Regions from separate parts of the Arachis hypogaea genome. Here region 1 is linked to region 2. The links are chromatin contacts, called in public Hi-C maps. All regions are on one chromosome and are shown on one strand. Each heading gives the region's core, a stretch centred on a gene start, on an enhancer-like site or on the middle of the called end of the contact. The rest is flanking DNA. Distances are from core to core; before and after follow the strand shown. Region 1 holds the start of LOC112715669 (CDPK-related kinase 6). Region 2 holds the start of LOC112715666 (inactive casein kinase II subunit alpha-2).

Region 1 (3,310 bases), core at 161-2,660, 760 kb before region 2:
ACAAAGATGGAGAAAGTATCATGTTCCAATCGCTTATACTCTTCTTTGTTCCAAAATTTAAGATCCTTCTCGTGTTTGATGATTTGCCTATTACTACCCTTCCGAGTGGTTTTTCACCCAGTGTTTTTTCACCTCTCTCTCTCATCTCTTTCAAATTCTTGTATACAAAATAATAACTAAAAAACTTATCACTTAAATTTTTTTGTGGTCTACAAAACTTTAATCTTTTTGACCAATAAAAATTTTTGTGTCCACAATTTTTTTTATAAAATTTATCTTTTAATTTTATAAATCTATTTTATCATAATCCATAATACTAAGATTAAGTAGATGTAATTTTTTAAAATTTAATAATTCTGTAATGAAAAAAATACTAATTACCTATAATTCAATAATCTAATATCAAAAGAAAAAATCAGTATACTTTTGACCGGATCAATTACTAGTTTGATTTTGATAAATATGATTTTAACTTTTTCAGGTCGCTTGTATGAATGCATGGGCGTATGATTTATTATGTTCAAATTGGCAACCAAAAGGAAGACCAAATAAAACCCAAAATACAAAAAAGTATTACACAAAAATACAAAAGCTTACCGAAACATAACGTCAATGATTATGTGATGCCATTCGCCGAGAAGTTTCTGTTAAGCAACGAGTTCTCTTTTGTTCAATTGCAAAATCCTCGTATATTCTTCTGTACTCCAAAGACATTGACACAGTCTCCTCAACATTGTTATTCGCCAGCCCATGAAAAGTTACATGAAAAAAAAGTATTGACAATAAATTTCATTATTATATTATTTAAAAAAAAATGCAAATGGCATAAAAAATAGTACATTCAGTATTAATTAAATGGATTTTAACTATATTTTATTGATATTAATTAAGATTTAAAAAGATAGCTAATTAGATTAATTATTTAATTATTTTAAAAATAAAAAAATAAGAGTATAAATATGCTAATTTATCTTTTACTTCTAACAAAAAAATATTATCTTTTAAAAAATATTATACTTCTTATTTTTTACTTTTTTTTACCAACAATATTAGAAAAGAGGACAAAGGATTCTTGGAAATAAAAAGTAAAAATTTAAAAACCATACAATATGCAATAGAAAGTTAAAAACACTTTGAAATCCAAAAACACTAAAATATTGGTACAAGTTACGCGGTATGTGGTGTTTACATCGTTGTTACTTTAAATGGCCACAAAATCCAAAAGGAAAATCATATGGTTATCGACCCCAAATATATTTAAAACCAAAAAAATAATCATTGCAAGATGATTATAACAAATAGTAATATAATATTACAAAGATTAAAAATATGGATGATTAAGAAATTTGTTGAGAAATATAAAATAGTCCCATTGGATTTATTAACTTTAAGAGGAATTATAGGGAGGTGGTTCAATTCAAAACACAAGGAAAAGATCCAACCAACGTAACGAAGCAATTTACTTTCACCCAATAAATGAATACAGTTGGACTGTCTCCATATTAAGCTCAAATTAATTCTCTGACTTCAAAATAAAAAAAATAACTCTCACTTTCCCCTTTTCTTTTCTTTTTTTCATTCAATTTTCTCCTTTCTCTCCTTAGTTCTTTCTTCTTCCTTCTTATTAAACTCTTCTCTCTCTCTGTCTCTCTCTCTCTTTACTTCTCTCTCTACAGTGTTTTTTTCCTTTTTTATTTTTTTCTCAAATTCTCCGGCGACGTTTTGGAGCTTCTGAGGCTTTGACTTTTCTCGCCGATCACCGCCATGGGCCATTGCTGCAGCAAGAGCATCGCCGTCGATAACGAGGGCGCCGCCGCCAATCACCACGTCAAACCGCCGCATGTCTCGCCGGCGCCGGTAGCAGTAGGGAACAACTCCGTGTCTGGCGTCAGCGATGCTTCGACGGCCACTCCGGGGAGGAGTACTCCGGCGAACTCTTTCTCGACAAGCCCCTTCACAAGCCCGCTTCCGCCAGGGGTGGCGGCGTCGCCGGCGGCGAAGACGCCAGGGCGAAAATTCCGTTGGCCGCTGCCTCCCCCGTCACCGGCGAAGCCGATCATGGCGGCACTGCTGCGGAGGCAGGGGAAGACGAAGCCAAAAGACGGTCCCATACCGGAGGAGCAAGGTGAAGGCGGTGGTGGCGGTGCCGGCGCAGAAGGTGGAGAGCGGTCCCTTGATAAGAGCTTTGGTTATTTTAAGAACTTTGGTGCGAAGTTCGAGCTAGGAAAGGAAGTGGGTCGAGGGCATTTTGGTCATACTTGCTGGGCTAAAGGGAAGAAGGGTGACCTTAAGGGTCAATCAGTTGCCGTCAAAATCATATCCAAAGCTAAGGTAAGAAGATTCTTGTTGGTGATTTCTTATGTATGTTGTTGATCAGGTAGAAATTGGGCTTTTGTCTTTGTTACTATGTTGAACTGTGAATTGTGAAGATCATTTGATACGGTTTTTCTTTGTTACTATTGGTCAATTTTTTATTAGCTCTTGAATTTTGTGACCCTTTTTTGCACTGTAATTACGTGTTAGTAGTGTAGTGATGATTTAGCGAAATTAGTGGTTACTTGTTCATGAAATTTCGGAATTAAATTTTGCATTCAAGTTCTCTGCTTGGAAAAATGATGTATGCCCCCTTATGGAATCTGCTGGTGTGGTTGTGGACTGAAGTTCTAAGTCAGCGCTAGTATCACCAGAAGAGTATACAAAACTCAGAAGTATGAAATCTAAAGCAGTGCAGGATTTTATAATTTAATAATGCTAGCTAGCACTTTGGTTAGTTCTGGGGTAAAGCGACTGAACAACTTTGCCTTCAACTACTTACTTCTTGTTGGTTTCTTAGAGCATTACAAAAGGCGATTTGGAATATGTGACTGGGATTGTTAGAAGTTGTTGGAGAAGCAAGGAGAAGATGAAGTTGTAACCTCTAAAGTGGAAGTTGTCGAAAGATGTGGCTTTTGCTGAAGATATTTATGTGGGAGCTATAGTTCATCAAAAACATATTTTGCATTTGTTTTATCTGTGGCCAATTGGTTTTGGCTCAAATGGTTAAATCTTGGTACTGATATTGCCTTCTTGCCAAAGAAAGGGGATAGAGAGCTGGGAGTTTGTAAGAAGCAACGAAGCAAAGTGGTGCTTAGTTGTAGATTTAAGAAGCTTATGTCATGCCTTGTTTTTCATTCTCCATTAGAACTTAGGAGATAAATTGGAGGATTAGTTTATAAGAAATGCTCACAATGATGCTGGCACTTAACAATTGTTACCTATTGACGAATGCTTTAACGAGCCCTTTTGTTGCAAACCTATGGGCATCAAATAA
Region 2 (3,413 bases), core at 32-2,531:
ATGATTTTTTAGAAGGGTGACCTAAAAGCGTCTATGGTCACGGTTTTTGGGGTAACCTAAAGGGATCTATGGTCACAGTTTTAGGGGGTGACCTAAAAGGGTCTATGGTCATAGTTTTGGAGAGTGACCTAAAAGGGTCTATAGTCACGGTTTTGGGGGGTGACCTAAAGGTGTCTATGGTCACGGTTTTGGAGAGTGACTTAAAAAAGGTCTATGGTCATGGTTTTTCGAAATGGTGACCTAAAAGACTCTGGTCATGGTTCTGGAGGGTGATCTAAAATGATCTATGATAATGGTTTTGATAGTTAATCTAAACCTAGCCCCCAGCCACCCAGCACTACAGCCTGCCCCCGCAGCCACTGCACTTCCCTGCAACCCCTACAGCCACACAGCGCCGCAGCGGCACAGCCACCTGATGAACAGACATGTTATACGCTTTTTGGATTAGTTTTTATATAGTTTTTAATAAGTTTCACTTAGTTTTTATTAAGTTTTTACAGGTTTTAGTGTTAATTTCATTTTTTTATTCCACTTTGATTTTGTATGTTTTTGTTCCATTTTAGGTATTTTCTGGTTGAATTTGAGGAGTTGGGGCAGAAGTCTGATTCAGAGACAGAGAAAGCACTGCAGATGCTGTCCAGATTTGACCTCCTTGCACTCGGAAGAGATTTTCTAGAGCTACATAAGTCCAAATGGAGCGTTCTTAACGGCTATGGAAAGCTGACTTCCAGATCTTTCCAGAAATGTATAATAGTTTAGAAGGCCCGAAACTGGCATCCAACACCCCTTTTTTAGCGTCCAACGCCCAAAGAAGCAGAGACCAATGTCCAAAAGCCCAGAGATGACTCCCTAGCTGGCGTTCCACATCCAAGAGACCTCATAGCACGTGGATCTCATCAAACTTAATCCAAACACTTACCAACTGGGTCCTAGAAGTAGATTTTAACACTACAAAGACTGTTGTACCCTTACTAGTCATTAGCTTAGTATTTAAGGTATTTTATTCATGTCATTCAAACAACATACATCACTTTTTTCTCATCATCCATGTTTATCATTGAGTTTTACCTCAGTATGAGTCTCTAAACCTCCTAAGTTGAGGGGAGGACACTACAAAAAAGGGAGATAAAATGGCATAAATATTACGGCGGTTTTACAAAACCGCCGTAATACCCGGATATTATGACGTTTTTCATTATTGCCATAATTAAATTGCATTTAGTGGCGGTTTATGTTGATTTTGGCAGTTTTAAAATGCCATTATCACTTCTATATAAAATAGCCTAACCCTAATCCAATTCTAATTTTCCGTTTAAACGCAAAATTTGAATCGCTGCCACAGGGATCTTCTCTGTGACGATCTCCTCTGACTGATCTCCTCTGGCTACGACCTCCTCTGACCGATCTCTTCCGGCGACGACCTCCTCCAACGACGACCTCATTCGGCGATGTTTTCCTCAGTGGCGATCTTCTCTGGTGACCTCTCTCCTCCAACGACAATCTCCTCCTACAACGGTCTCCTCCTGCGATGGTCTCCTCCATCGACATCTCCTACTGCAATGATCTCCTCCGGTGGCATTCTCCTACGCCGGCAATCTCATCCATCGAGCTAATGTGCTGTGAGATTCTCCTCCCACAAGCTCGCTAGGTAGGTTCTTCTCCCTCTTTTCCTTCGTTTCTCTTGAAAATATTTTACTCTAATTCCTTCGATTTCTTGAATTATTGATCCAAATTTCAGAATATATGATAGATTTTGCGAAATGGCAACTACAACTACTAAAATTGTAGAAGCTAGGGTTTCTGAAGAAGGGATCATTAAAACATTTCATAATGACGATGATGAAGCGCTCGATGCTGCGGAGAATGGAGTTGCGGTAATTTTGTTATTTTATTGGATTATTTGTGGCTGAAACTTAATGCTTGATTCTTTCATGCTTTATCAGTTCTGAATTTGTTCCACTATGTGCTTATAGTCTCATCGTCCAGTGGGGGTAACAATAATCATATTTATTATTAATAATACTTTTAATTTCATTTCCTATTTCCTATTTTGTTTATTTAATATCTGTCTAAAAAATTGTGTTCATGAGTTGCAGGGAGCAAGATGACTACGAGGTTGTGAGGAAGGTGGGAAGAGGGAAATATAGTGAGGTCTTTGTGGGTGTTTACTCCACCGATAATGAAAAATGCATCATCAAGATCCTCAAACCCGTCAAGAAGAAAAAGGTGAATCCAATCCCTACACCAATTGCAATTTGTATTAACTAATATGACTGCTATTTTTAATTTAAAGCAACACTGCTGTTTTCAGTTTTAGTATACTTTTTCACTTCATTCCATCCTCATATGGAAATGAATGCTGTGCTGCGGCTTCAATGGCCAACTTTGGTCCAGTAGTTCATTTAGTTTGTTATTAAATTTCTAATTTCAAACACCGTAAGATTTTACCCTTTTCAATACTCTGGTTGTATATATAAGTTTGTACATCTTATAAGTTGTTATTTTGGTTGCAGTTAAAGAGGGAGATCAAAATATTGCATAATCTTTGTGGAGGTCCCAATGTTATAAAGCTGCTTGACATTGTTAGGGACTAGCAATCAAAGACCCCAAGCCTTATATTTGAATATGTCAATAACACTAATTTTACAGTGCTCTACCCCACCCTGTCAGATTATGATATTCAATATTATATCTATGAACTTCTAAAGGTAAGTTTTATACTCTATTGGTTGTCTAAGATCAGCTGTTATATCTTATTTTTGCAGTCATTATTTGTTTGACATATTTCTAGATACTATCTATGCCGATGCTTCGTGGAAAATTCAGTTATGATTTTTGTATTTTTCTTTACGGTGAAATATTAGAAAGTGGTTGAGTAATTGCTGCATAGCTCTTTGACAGCTTCTTCTGCATTAATCCTCCAATAGATGCAATTAAAGAATGAATTGGTTGAGGTTTGAAATAGGTTGTAGAGTGGCTTGTAAGGAAGTTGATTTTGATTTTTGAAAATCACTTCCATTGCTTATGAATAATGCATAGTAGGAAAATAGACTTTTTTCACTAAATGTATTTGTAATATCAATATCTACTAAGTTGATATTTAGTCTTTGAAGATAATACAATCAAGGCAAGGGTATATTGGGAACTACTACGGTGTTCAGCTTCTTGATGCTTCAGTGACAAAGTACCAAGATTATGGTTACTAACAACTCACTCACCCTCTTGTGTATGTGCAAGAAGACTAGTGCTTTTCTCTTTTCCTTTTTGCCACTGAAAACTCAATTTCCTGTCTACCACCTTGTGTTTATTCGAATATGATTTTGTAAATTTTTGTGAAATATTTAACTTATTACTTACTCTTGAAATATTTAAAAAAATTGTTAGCATTTGCTAATAATTGTTGTAAAGAATTA

What was found. A called contact is a pair of places that touch in the nucleus more often than the background predicts.
Region 1: a Hi-C map of leaf shows a contact between it and region 2, with 2.2 times the contacts expected there. The contact joins the promoter of LOC112715669 here to the promoter of LOC112715666 in region 2. A contact is called at or near these places in 2 of 8 Hi-C or Micro-C datasets (both in leaf).

Annotation. Positions count from the first base shown.
Region 1 is chr10:72,853,851-72,857,160 of arahy.Tifrunner.gnm2.J5K5, reverse strand. It overlaps LOC112715669 (CDPK-related kinase 6), which reads left to right and starts at 1,410. Exons shown (of 11, transcript XM_025767456.3): 1 at 1,410-2,331. The coding sequence starts at 1,765.
Region 2 is chr10:72,091,355-72,094,767 of arahy.Tifrunner.gnm2.J5K5, reverse strand. It overlaps LOC112715666 (inactive casein kinase II subunit alpha-2), which reads left to right and starts at 1,281. Exons shown (of 7, transcript XM_072204898.1): 1 at 1,281-1,648; 2 at 1,739-1,874; 3 at 2,097-2,226; 4 at 2,514-2,708. The coding sequence starts at 1,831. The coding sequence ends at 2,594.